Linked DNA regions of Mus musculus: regions 1 and 2 are each linked to region 3. The links are chromatin contacts, called in public Hi-C and HiChIP or PLAC-seq maps. All regions are on one chromosome and are shown on one strand. The core of a region is the stretch at or near the end of the contact, and the rest is flanking DNA. Distances in the headings are between cores, read along the strand shown.

Region 1 (4,249 bases), core at 901-3,400, 49 kb after region 3:
GGAGTACACAGCAGCCCCAGCCAAGAGCCATTACCTTAGCATGACTCTAGAGCTTAGGTCAGTGGGTCCTAAACTGTTGTGCCTGGAACCACCAGAAAGAATCTCAAAAAACAGGTTCCTGGGCCCCATCTCCAGAGGGTCTGTTCCAGTGTGCCTGCCTCGGAGTCAATGACTTCACATCTAATTCATTTCAGGTGTTGTAGGTGCTATTGCTCCAGGACCATTTGGGAGCAGGCATCTCAGTAACATTCATGTCCATGTGCTGAGCCCTTTCAGGGCTGAGACAAAAGCTGCTAAGTGACAAGAAATCCTATGGACATGGCTTTGTTTTGTTTTGTTTTTTGTTTTGTTTTTATTTTTGTTTTGAGCCAGGGTCTCACTGTGTGGTTCTAGCTATCCCGGAAATTTCTATGTAGACCAGGCTGATCCTGAACTCACAGACATCTGTCACCCTCTGCCCTCCAAGTACTGGTCTCTTTAGGAGCACACTCAAAAAGAACTAACTCGCTGGCTGTGACCCATGGTGGAGGGATGGAGAGAGAGTGACTGCAAATGAGGTCAGCCTACGAGTCAGGAAGGAGTCCACGGGGGCTTGGGAAGACTGTGGAAAAATGCTGACCACAGCAGTTTTACACACAGGATCAGCACTTGCCAACATTCATGGGATTCAAATTTATCTCTATTTTAGTCACTCTTCTGGGTACTGGGGTCACAAGAAAAGCCTCACAGTCAGGGGGAAAAAAACAACCAAAGCAAAAATTAAATAAAAAAAACCCCAAACTTTGGCCTCATAGAGCTTACAAGGAATAAGGACACTAAGCAAGGAAACACATTTTAAAAGTAGTATGTTCATAAGAGAACAAATCAGAGTACATGGGAATGGAGGGAGTAGGTGGCTACAGCTTTAAGTGACATGATTTTTCAGTGGTGTGCTGGTACAAGGAAATAACTGACAAAGGTCTGATTTGTAGCAATGACCAATTTCAGGGATGTAAATATGCCTACATTGGCAATGCCATGATGAAGCTGGCCTCAAGGGAGAATTGTAAAGAAGTGTACCATGGAATAGCACTCTGCAGTGTTTCTTTTAGCATTCTGTCTAATCTCCACACTCCACAGTTAACTGGAAACAGCCAGGTAGGCTTGGCCCACACTATGAAAGGGGCTGCTTGCCCCCTCCTTTCTCTCTCTTACTACTGCTTCCAGCTTGCCTCTCTCTTGCCCCTTTCCTTTCCCCCCTCTCTCCCCAGGGTCATGGCTGGCCTCTACTATCTCCCCTCACTGCCTTTCTCTGCCTCTATTACCCTCTTAACTCCCCTCCCCATGCCCTGAATAAACTCTATTCTATACTATACCATTGTGTGGCTGGTTCCTCGGGGAGGGGGATGCCTTGGCATGGGCCCTCTGAGGTACCCTTTTCCCCCCATACCTTACAGAACCCTCTAAGAACATATTCTTAGACCCCCTTTATCTTTTTATAATCACAACAGTTTCTACCAGGGATGTTAGATATCAACAGCCATTGGGTACATAATAGTAAAGAATTGGAAAATGGTCAATTTTGAGTATTTTAAAGATTTTTGTTTTAAATTTTAGGTACGTTAGTGTTTTGTCCGAATGCATAGGTATGTACCACATGCACGGAGTGCCAAAAAGGCCAGAGAGGGCACTAGATCACCTGGAATTGGAGTTATAGATGGTTGTAAGGCAGCATATGGGTGCTGAGAACAGAACACAGGTCCTCTTGAAGAGCTGCTAGTCTCTTAAACATTGACCAATCTCTAGCCCAGAATTTAGAGTATTTTAAAATATTAGTTTCTGGTATACAGCATGCATATTTTAACTTTTATTAAGGGGGCATGACCCTGTTATTCCTCTTCATCTCTTATGGTTCCTGGAATGTAGCAGTCTGTCCTTTTGATCTGAGACTAGTAGTTAGGAAACAAGCTTTAGCTTGTTAAGATAGCAAGTTCAAATAGAAACCTGAAGGTGACTGGGTTGGGGGAGTTGGAGGGGGTGGGAAGACAGCTATGACTGAGCAGCCATGTCCTCTCTTGGGAAAGAAACATCCATACCTGGGTATCCACACAGTGCTGCCCTGGCACATGCTGTCCCCTGAGCCCCAACAATCCCTGACCTTCTGGCACCTAGTGTCAACCGCCTGAGGCCTGAGCCAAGGCCTGAGCCAAGGTCACAGATGCCCTCTTGGGCAGAATTTCTACCTGATTCCTTTAAACCCCTTTTTGGAAAAGGTGAAGGCTGAGAAGACAACAGTAACACACAAATAAGTAAGGAAACAATACCCTCCCTGATTCTGTGCCTCCTTGAACCCAGTGTGTTAGCTGTTGCCATCACCATTCTTTTGTATCCTGTTCCCGTCTGCCTCTCTCTCAATTAGATGTCTGGGGTATAGGCTGTCCTGCTCGAGCTTGATATCCTACATGTTATTGATGAGTGGTTAGTACACTATGAATCTGTGATGGACCTCAGGAGAGGCCTTCAGTTGGATGACTCCTATCAGGGGAGTCCACTCTGCTGCAGTGAGGCTTCTTAGCAAACATCCAGTCTCTTCTCTAGGAAGGTGAGACAAAAGGGAGCCAGCTCAAGCCAACAGCAGCCATAGCTAATCCACCACAGCACCACTGTCAGGTCCACTAGAGGCTTACAAGCTTGTTAGTTAAGACTTCATAGCAACCCAGCTATGGGTGTTACATATCTTTAAAAACCATTCCGTTTTACCTACTAGGAAAAGGAAGCAGGGAATGGCAAAGTCAGCCAAGGTCACCCAAGTAGTGAGTGACAAAGGTTTCACTGCATGTGTAAGCACCAGTTCCAGGTAGGAAGGAGGCCAACCATGTAGAATATTAACTACAACCGTTGCAGGCATGAATGAGCTCTCTTTAGCACCATAGCCATGCTTGAGAGCACAGAGAGAACAGTGACTCGAGTTAGGCTTGGGGACCAGGAGCATAGTCACTATGCTGTCCGTGAAGAATAAGTATAGGGGTTCTGATCCCCTACTGAGCATGTAGGTGTGGGCTCCAGGAAGCTAGCTAGGATCTCCCAAGGAACCTGGGCACGATTCACTTACTGGTTTATACGTTCACTGAAACAAGTTAGGATGATAGACTTTTACAAAAAATTTATTTTTTCACTTTCATGATATTTCCCACTGGGGCAGAATGCTCAGGCCTCAGGGACAGAGTTATTAAGGAGAAAGGCATGGGGCCTGCAACCCCTTTCTGGTTTTGATGTTTTCAAGCCCAAGCCTGGTCAGAAATAGAGACAATAGATAGGCATCCCCAATGATAGGAAAGGCTAGTAAGAGCAGGGCTGAGAGGCCCAGCATGATGGGGCACACCTTTAATCCCAGCACTCACGAGGCACGAGCAGATAGATCTCTGTGATTTGGAGGCCAGACTGGTCTTCATGGTGAGTTCCAGGACAGTCAGGTGCATGTAGAAAGACACTGTCTCAAAAAGCAAAAACCAAATCAGACCAAACAAACCAAATCCTATGGGTGAGATGGTTTCAGAACAAGGATTCCTGGGGGCTAGAACTGTCCAGAAACTCTGGGAAGCCCGGAGGTAGGGGTGCTGTGCCCTTCCCCACACCGAGCATTAGAGGAAGTCCCCAGAAGTAAATGTTCACAGCAACTAACCATCAGAGAAACTCAGAAAGAGAAACCTCCCACGTTCCATCCTGGCGCACAGAAAGGGAAGATCCCACTTGACCTGGGGAGGCATGGAGGTGGCAGAGTCCCTGTTAGGTCTCAGTGGTCAATGGGACAGGACATTGAAGCCCATGGGGACTGGTGCCATAGTTCTACTTGGTCACTTAATGTCTCACAAGAAACCCAGACACTGGGTGCCTGGCAAGAAGCCCAGGAGACAGGTGAATGGGCAACAGTCAATGCCAGTGCTCTGAGTCATGGCACAGGGTAGTGAGATTTACCACAATCCTGGCAAGAGGTGAAGAAAACCTAAGTTGACAGCTTTTACTTTCTAGCACCCCAAAATTATGTGAATAAAGATTAAGTCTAAAGCTATAAGAAAGAAAGAAAGAGAGAGAGAGAGAGAGAGAGAGAGAGAGAGGAAGGAAGGAAGGAAGGAAGGAAGAAAGAAAGAAAGAAAGAAAGAAAGAAAGAAAGAAAGAAAGAAAGAAAGAAAGAAAGAAAGAAAGAAAGAAGAGATTGAAAAGATTTCAGGTTGGGAGGAGAAAAGAAACCAAGAGAATGAGTATGTCAGGG
Region 2 (4,310 bases), core at 1,772-4,271, 62 kb before region 3:
CTGAGCACAAGCTCTCATCACTTGCTCTTCTTGAGTCTAGATGCAATTTGACTAGCAGTTTACTCAAGCGTCTGCCAAATGACTTCCCCACTATGATGGACTGTACCCTCAAACTGAGAGCCAAAGTCCATTCTCCTTTAAGTTACTTTGATCAGAGAATTTTATAACAGCCTTAGGGTAAAGTAACTGATATGAACTTGATTATCCATGCTGAGATATTTTTCTTCTGAGAATATATGGCAGAACAAGGGTTGAGTTGATGACAGATCCAAAGTGCTGGGTTTTAATTCAAATAATCTTATTTCCTCTACTCAATTAATAGGCTTCTAAATACCACAAGTGAAAATGTTTATCTTGGAGTTATATGGAGTGCTGCCAATATTTTAACTATTATATTGAACTATTTAACTTTAAAAATCAAACAAACAAATATGTATTTGTTTTACCATCAGGAAATAAGAAAGATGTTAAAGTTAAAGGGGGAAAGTGGAGGCATTTCGTGGACGCCGCAAGTGGAGAACGTATGTGAGAGCAGACCCAGAGGGGAGCTGGGCGGACCTGTCAGAGTGTTAGAATTTGAGCTTTGGTCTTTTGGACCCAGGATCTTGAAATGAAATAGTGATTCCTGTCCTGTAAACTGTAAGGTTTATATAGGAATCTTGGAAACAATGGGAACAAGACTGAATTATACCAGGCTTTTGGGTATTATGGACCACTCTGAAGTGTGTGGACTGCTCAAAACCCTCCTGGCTTTGCCTTCATTGAATTTGAAGATCCCTCAAATTTGAGATGCTGCTGCTGCTGAAAAGGGAAGTGGAAATTATGGCCCGCCTCTCTCTTGGCGTTGCTGCCCTTGATGTGATCACCGCAGGAGGATGACTCCACCTGAGCACAGATCTCCAAGAAGGAGAAGGTTCTACCAAAGCCAGAGCAGGTCACTTTCTTTTTTCTTTCTTTTTTTTTTTTTTTAAGGTTTATTTACTTATTATATGTAAGTACACTGTAGCTGTCCTCAGACACTCCAGAAGAGGGCATCAGATTTTGTTTCGGATGGTTGTGAGCCACCATGTGGTTGCTGGGATTTGAACTCAGGACCTTTGGAAGAGCAGTCGGCGCTCTTAACCACTGAGCCATCTCACCAGCCCCCAGCAGGTCACTTTCTAGAGATAAAAGAGACAGGTCTCCATCTAGTAAGAGAAATCACAAGCCATCTCTGGATCCTTCTCAAGGTCTCATAGCTGATTTAGGTCAAATGAAAGAAATAAAAGACCAGTTTGCAAAGGAAGTGGTGTACAAGAAGTACTTTCATTGACAGGAGTATGTATAAGAAATTAAAGTTTTGAGATAAGCTTGGTACATTTTAAAGATGTTCTAGTTGTTCAAATTTGTTTTGTCTTTCAGAAAAGTGACACGCAAAACAATATGATTATAGTTTCGAATGGATTATATGAGACATACGATAGCAAGAATTGTTACTTTACGATGTTCCCTTGAGCAAGATTGAATTTGCTTTGAACTTTAGTTTTTCTGAAATAAACCCAGACTCTGCCCAGTTAAAGTGTGATGTACTGATGATATAGAAACCTCTGGCGGAGTTTGACTAAAGCTGTAGTTCCTCTAGTAGCTGAGACACGGTGTGGTCCTGTGGATGAATTGATAAGCAGTCTTTAGAGGCTGCTGTGAACACAAGGCAACAGGGAAAGGGTAGGAACGGCACCCAGAAGGTTTTCAAAGCGGTTCCCTCCTGGTTGAGGAGCTGCTGTACATTGTAGAGTTGAACTTTTGAGTTACCGTGCAAGATTTATTTTCATACTGTCATTTGAAATATGTTTGTGAGAATCCTTGGGTTAAAGTTTTGGTTGCAAATTGTTGTTTAACTTAAAAGCCTGTTTTCTCTTGCACACAAATCTGTGAACTTGGTATCAAGTCCAGGTATAGCATTCCTATTAGAAGCCATATTTGTATTTTCTTGTAAAGTGCTTTTGAATTAATAAAACACTAGCATAACCATGTAGTAGTCAGTTGAGCGAACCCACTGCTGCCATGTTCTTATCCTTGGGGGAAAAGAGGGAAAATGGAAAAACCAAAGAAACATGGAATGGGGAAAATTCATTTAGATTGTCTTTAAGCAAGCTGATAAGTTACTTGTGTAGAAAATCAGATCAGCCCCTCCCCTTCCCCACAGGGTTTCCTTGTGTAGCCCTGGCTATCCTAGAATTCACTCTATAGATCAGGCTGGCCTCAAACTGACAGAGATCCACCTCCCAGTGCTGGGATTAAAGGCATGCACCACACTTCCTGGCTTGCAGATCCTTATTGTGAATTCCTATCTGGTTGAAGGTTGACCTCTGTGTCTGCAGCATGTGGTCTGTGTGCTGAACAGACATAGAACTTAGGGATGCTAGCTTGTTTCAGAGATCAGACTGGATTACATTAGATAAGACATCTCATACACTTTTAAATATCTATCTGTCTGTTTTAGGATTTTATTGCTGTGAAAAGACACCATGATCAAGGCAACTTTTACGATCAAGGCAACTCTTATAAAGGACAACATTTAATTAGGGGTGGCTTACAGCTTCTGAGATGTAGTCCATTACTGTCATGGCAGGAAACATGGCAGAGAGAAGGCAGGCATGGTCCTGAAGAAGGAGCTGATAGTTTTACATCTTGATCAGAAGACATCAGAAGGAGATTGTATCTTATACTGGAATTAGCTTGAGCACATATAACCTCAAAGCCTGCCTTCACAGTGACACACTTCCTTCAGTAAGGCCACACCTCCTAACAGTGTCATTCTCTATGACCAAGCATTCAAATGTCGCTACCGTCTCCGACCAGCAGAAAAGAAGCGACGAAACCGACGTCCTTCTCAAGGCAGTTTATTCAGAAACTTCACAATGTGCAGGAAAAAGAATGCCCCGACCTCTCTCGGCCATTCCCCTTTATCCCCTCCAGTCCACTCCCCCTCACCCCAGTCCACATAGGCACAGTTCATTGGCTCAGGACTGCATTCGTCACATCATCCGATCTTATGTCGTGGTGCATCTGTGCAATGCAGCTCAAGGTACGTGGCTATCTTGAGATATGAGGAAGTCAGGTGACAGTCATAAGACTTGGCAGCAGTCCTGGGCGCCATCTTGGGGCCGCGGCCACACCAGCTCCTCACATTTAAACATATGAATCTATGGGGACATGCCCATTCAAACTAACACACTCCACTCCCTAGTCCCCGTACGCTTGTAGCCATAACATAATGCAAAATGCATTTAGTCCAACTTTAAAAATCCCCATAGTCTGTCATAGACTCAACAATGTTTAAAAGTCCAGAGTTTAAAGTCTCTTCTGAGATTCACATAATCTCTTAACTGTAGTCTGCAGACACATCCCTAGTTGCAGCAGCTTTCCGTAGTTACAGAAGAAAATTTCATAATCCCTTTCTTCTCTCCTTGATTCTAAAGCCAGAACCATGTGACTGAAGCTACCAAGTTCTGTTGCTTGCTGGGGCTGAAACATGACCCCATCATTCAATTACATCTTCACCAGCTTTCAGTTTTGATGGTTTCCGTCTCTGCTTAACATTGGCAGTCACAGAGTTTGCTCTGTAGGTCAGGTTGGCTTTGAACTCAGAGATCTGCTTGCCTCTGTCTCCATAGTTCTGGGATTAAAGGTGTATACCACCCATGCTTAGACCTAAGCTTTTCTTTAATTCCTTTCCACAAATTGAATGCTTAGCTGGGTGGGATAGAGTCCTGAAGTCACCTCTCCCTTAATTCTACTTAATGTCTTTAATCTGTTTATCTCCTTGAACACAGGATTTAGTTTCATTCTACCTCCTGGTGCCACTTTCATCCTTGAACCATACATTTTGTATTTTTCCTTGCTCAGCTTGCTCTGTTTCATCTAAATACTCTTCATAAGAGTGAAGCACAGGACAAAGTCTGTACTAGACCATTTTGAGATTTCCTTTGCCGATGCAAAATTAATCTAAATCTTCTCACCTGAGCCTCAGGCAGACAAAGGCAAAAAAAAAAAAAAAAAAAAAAAAAGCAGATATTCCTCATCAAAACATCACAAGAATGATCTTTAGGCAACATACTAAAATTCTTCTCTGAACTTTTTGAGCCAGGCCCCCAGTTCAAATCACCCTCAGGCTTCCATGCTTCTACTGGTATGGCCTGTTAAGCTGTGCTTAAAGAAAGCATTCAGCTGCTTTTCTAACTCAGTGCACCAACATCCACATTCCTTCAAATGAAAGCAAGGACAGGCCTATTGCAGCAATACCCCAATACCTGGTACCAACTTCTGTC
Region 3 (4,696 bases), core at 1,861-4,360:
GAACCAGAAGGATGAATGTGGGAATTTGCTAGGAAAACAAGAAGGGACCCAGTCAGGACTAAGTAATGGATTACCTCTGTGAGAGTCTCATCTCCAGCTTCTTTGTCCACTCATTTATTATCTCAGCAAACACAAGCAGGCCTTATCCTGGTCTGGGGAGTGTGACTCGTGTCCAAGAAGTGCACATTCTAGTGAGCAGACATATCTGTGAGAAAGTTGTGCACAGGGCGCATGTTTTCTCCTGGGTCCTAGCTTCTTACCAGCGTCCAGATATTGTCTGAGCTTAAGGCACAGAATGAGAAATCCCCTGGCTAAAGGCATTTCCTTCCCACTTTCATTTTAAGATTCCACTCTTAAAGAAATCTACTGGAAGACTGGGTGCGGTGGTGTACAACTATAACCCTAACACTCAGAAAGCTGATGCAGGAGGATTAGAATTCTGGGCTAGACTCAGCTACCTAGAGAGACCCCCTCTATACCCCCAACCCCAAAGAAAGTGAGCTATTATTGATGAGCATACTACTTATTTTTTTCTTGTTACTTACAGGAGGGAGGGCTTATAACTTGGCTCACAGCCAGGAAGACATGGTGGCAGGAGCCTGAGGCAGCTGGCTCACCATGTCTGGATTCAGGAAGCAGAGAGTACGGGAACTTGGCTCAGTTACTCCTTTTTACTCAGTCTAGGGTCCCAGTCCCTGGAATGGTGCTGCCCACGTGTAGGGTGAGTCCTTTCACACCTAATGCCTGATCTCCAAACTTATTGTAAATCTTCTCATGTTGACAGTTAAGACCAACCATCACAATGAGCAAGGGGGAAAAAAAAAGAAAGTTGTGAACCAGAAAAACCTGCCCACTCCCTTTTCTGTAAAAGCTGGGGATACTCCCATGACATTACCTGAGACTCCTGTGTGGCACTTGAAAACCTGAAGGTTTTACTTTTACTTTTTTCTATTATCTTGTATCGCCTTGTGATGTATTTTCAATGCCCTGTTCCTTATCTGCCTTAGCAAATTCAAGCACTGTTGTCTGCACCCATGTTGGAGAGGAGATTATTGTCTCCCTTTTTGAAATAAAACTATAAGAAAAGACCATCTTTGCTGGGCTTTGCGCTCATAAATAGGTCAGCTAACTAGGAGAATCGTAAAGCCCTTCTCTTTTAAGTGGACTTCAGTTACCTTTGCAGGCAGTTGGGTCAGGAGGGAGGCCAGCTGCTGTAACAGTGTTTCCAGCACCATGCTCCCCCAACACGGGGCTTTGTGGGAGTCTATGGGCTTTCTCCAATACCATTTAGCATGACCCTACTGTGACCCTGCAGAGGCCAGGTTAGTGTTGCCACTCTTATGCTACAGATAAAGGGGAAATATTCTGGGAAGTAAAATGACAAGCTCAAGTGGCAGAAGTTAGTTTCCAACAGGGTCTAATGGCACGGACATGCTAATTACTTAACAATGGCAGAAGATGAGACAATGGTTCTTGCTAATCCACATATGACATAGCATGAACATTGGGGTAGGGGAAGGGAGAAGAGTCTAATTCTCTCTTTCCTCCTTTCTTTTCTGTTCTCTTTCCCTCTCTTCCTCCTTCCTTCTAGTCCATTTGAAAAAGAGACGAGAAGGGAAGAAGAATTTATCAGATTAATAAGCAGATAATCACAAATTAGCAGTCAAGTGTTATGGAAGTTGAAATGATGCCGCAGATTTGAAGCAGTGTGTCAGAAACATAATAACCAAGGCTGATCTATAGACAAATGTTTAAAAACAAAACAAAACAAAATCAAGACGTTTCTTAAATTACAAGTTAGGACGGGGGATAAAGTGTAGCGGTTGTCTACTATACACAAAGCCCTAGATTTCATCAGCCCCAACAGCCCCGCCCACACCGACACAGAGATCAGACAATTGCTCACATTTATTGCCGGCAGAGACGATTTAGACATTTGCCACATGGGGGCGCTTGATACCATCAGGTCATGAAGGAGAGCTTCCTGCTAGACCAAGTTGCTGAATGGCTCCTCCTCACCCTATTCACTCTATGTCACAACAAGGGCTCAGAGGAATACACAGCTCCACCCCGGAAGACCTAAAAGTACAGCAAACAACGTAGTGAACCCCTTGTGTCAGCTGTCCAGCTTCAACAAGCACCAGCCGCACTGGGTCACCTTTCCTCTTAATGTCTCACTGCTATATTCCCTCTTCTCATTATTGCAGTTAATCTCAGACGTAGACACATGAAGGTCAATGTTTTGGTATGTTTATGACAGTTTGAGAGAAAAAAAAAATGATTACTAGTCAGTCCCGCCACTGTTAAGACGCCCGACTGAATGGGGTGGATAAGCAAGAACATTTTGTAAAGGACTATGATTTCATGCATTGTTATTCTGCCCTCCAAGAAGATACGAATATCGTTATTTAGTTCAAAGGTGAGCGTTGGGGAAGAGTATCTGTGCCGAAGATGGGCTGGGGACTCAGCATCACGTCACACCAAGGATGTGTTTTCCGTGTTCTAGTAGAGTGCTTTCTGCTACCTATACCTAACAGCACTCTGCCATGGCTGGAAGCTACCAAGACCTTCCAATGTCTGCCCTTTTCTTCCTGTGTCCCATGTACTCACCCAATTTCCCAGGCACTAGGTTAATCCCTTCAGATTACTCCCTTCTCAGATGGAGGAAGAGTTTCCATACTCAGGATTCCTGGGGAGAATTAAGCTCCTTATTTAAAAGGTTGTTTTCTCCCATTGCAAGCCATTAGAAAATGTTATCCAGCAACCTTGACGAACTTGTAAATCAACTGATAATAGGTGGGTTGTTGTGACAGTGTACATCATAGTCCTGGCATCCAGGAAGCAATGGCAGAAGGATCTCAAGTTTGAGGTCAGCCTATACAGTGACCTAAATAGCGAGACTTGTTTTGTTTTGTGTGTGGAGGGATGGCTCAGTGGTTAGGGGCACTTGCTGCTTTTACAGAGACCTGAGTTGAATTCCCAGCATCTGTGTGGGGCAGCTCATAACTTCTAGTAACTCCAGCTCTAGGGAATCTAACACCTTCTACCCTCTGCAGCCAACAACACACATGTAGCACATGTAAATAAGAAATATCTTTACGTGTATATACATATATATATATGTGCATATATATATATATATGGTATATGTATATGGTATATGTATGTATATATAGTGGTTGGGATAAGTTTTTGTTTAAAAACTAGGCAATTGTATTTAAATGTGTTCTTAAGTAGATGACTTTGAGTTTGTCTGTGACAATAAGGGATTAAATGAATCCTTGGTGACTTGGGGGAAATGGTTTAACATTATGAGAGAAGGAAATTGGCCAGCCATGAAAACTTAAAAGCATGATAGACTTCAAGGACTGGCCTTATATCAGTCTTCTGGTGAGAAGGACACTTGGCCAGCAGACCTGAATGATGAAGTCCTTTGGCAAGGCAATCCCTGTAACGGTTGAGAACTCCATTGACAACTAAGCTGGGGAACACATTTCATTTAACACTTGTTCACCAAGTCTCCTTTGAATAATTTGGCTTTGTAGGAATGGACTTTTCAACAGGGCGAGAACACGTTGGTCTGGCCAGTATGAACTTTTAGCAGTGTCGAAGCTGATTCTCTCACCACAAACAAATCAGCTGGCTTTCGGGTCATACCTTGGCTTCTGTGTTCCCTTGCCCTGGAGGAGATATTGGTCTCTCTTAGAGGATTCGCTTTCTCCCTGACAGCTTTTGTCCAGTCTGTCATCCAATGAACACACAACCTGTGCTCTTGGTTTGTCTGGTTGCCTGAGGGACGAGTTTTAGGCAGAGAAAACCAACAGAGACATATCTACTCTTGAGAATGAGAACAGAATGCAGAGGTCCTGAGATCTCAGAGAGATTTAGTCTCTGGACACGATGCTCCTAGGCCACTGCACAGGAAACTGAAGATCTCCATGCCTTAAAGGAAGAGTTGGGATTCTTGTACTCCCACCAACGCGCCCCCCCCCCTCAAACCAGTTGGTTCAATTTGGCTAGCGAGCTATCTTATTCTCACTGACAGGAGACCAGGCAGTTCTCAGAAGAACTGTGTCATGTTACCTCCTTCTGTTACATCTTTTAGTGGCTCTTACCTACAGTATCAAGTTCCCTTAACAGAAAAACTGAAAAGCTGATTGCTTCTCCAGCTCAAACATTAGACCTCTGTGTGGCTACAAGGCACACTACTATTGAAGGTGTAAAACGAAAATTGCCACACTGTTTGGGCTTGATGACATACATCTGTAATCTCGACACTTCAGAGTAGAGGCAGGAGGATCAGAAGTTTAAATACAAAAAGAAGAGACCAGGGAACCTGATAGATCCCTGGAAACTTCTAGGTAAAGAGTTGTTTGAGCAAGGCCAATAAGGAAATCTAGGAACAGGTGAGGCAGAGGTAGCCAGAGTCGCTCTCCACAGAGAGCCTGGTTTACCTGCTAGGTGAAAGTCATTGGTTTGATGTGTATCACAATGTTTGAGCACTTGGTCCCCAGCAGGTCCCCAGCAGGTTCTGGGAAGTTCTGGGACAAATTAATATGGGGCCTAACCATTGAACATAGGCGCTTGACAATTATAGTCTGCCCTGCTTCTGGTTTTTTGGTTTTTTTTTTTTTTTCTGTTTCCTGTTGTTACAATCCCTCCACCCAGGACATATCTGTCCCAGCCACTGTTCCTC

The links. A called contact is a pair of places that touch in the nucleus more often than the background predicts. HiChIP or PLAC-seq counts read pairs in DNA pulled down with a chosen protein or histone mark.
Region 1: a contact with region 3 is called in a Hi-C map of liver, with 2.6 times the contacts expected there. The contact joins the enhancer-like site here to the promoter of A430010J10Rik in region 3. A contact is called at or near these places in 30 of 484 Hi-C or Micro-C datasets (the C2C12 cell line, Sertoli cells, brown adipocytes and 12 more) and 11 of 115 datasets of contacts at active chromatin or transcription factors (CD8 T cells, bone marrow-derived macrophages, embryonic stem cells and 1 more).
Region 2: an H3K27ac HiChIP or PLAC-seq map of embryonic stem cells shows a contact between it and region 3, with 14 read pairs. The contact joins the enhancer-like site here to the promoter of A430010J10Rik in region 3. A contact is called at or near these places in 2 of 484 Hi-C or Micro-C datasets (double positive thymocytes and muscle stem cells) and 4 of 115 datasets of contacts at active chromatin or transcription factors (bone marrow-derived macrophages, embryonic stem cells and microglia).

Annotation. Positions count from the first base shown.
Region 1 is chr6:67,106,317-67,110,565 of GRCm38.p6, reverse strand. No RefSeq gene overlaps it. Among named protein-coding and RNA genes, the nearest start is that of Gm29928, 17 kb to the right of the region's middle. Within about 2 kb of position 2,150, at least 13 of the 459 cell types and tissues checked have an H3K27ac peak or open chromatin away from gene starts, as enhancers often do. A contact at or near this core is called in liver and uterus, where this site is marked.
Region 2 is chr6:67,218,857-67,223,166 of GRCm38.p6, reverse strand. No RefSeq gene overlaps it. Among named protein-coding and RNA genes, the nearest start is that of Gm38825, 34 kb to the right of the region's middle. Within about 2 kb of position 3,021, at least 8 of the 459 cell types and tissues checked have an H3K27ac peak or open chromatin away from gene starts, as enhancers often do. A contact at or near this core is called in embryonic stem cells, where this site is marked.
Region 3 is chr6:67,156,215-67,160,910 of GRCm38.p6, reverse strand. It overlaps A430010J10Rik (a long non-coding RNA gene), which reads right to left and starts at 3,110. Exons shown (of 3, transcript XR_001785271.1): 1 at 2,611-3,110; 2 at 75-2,079.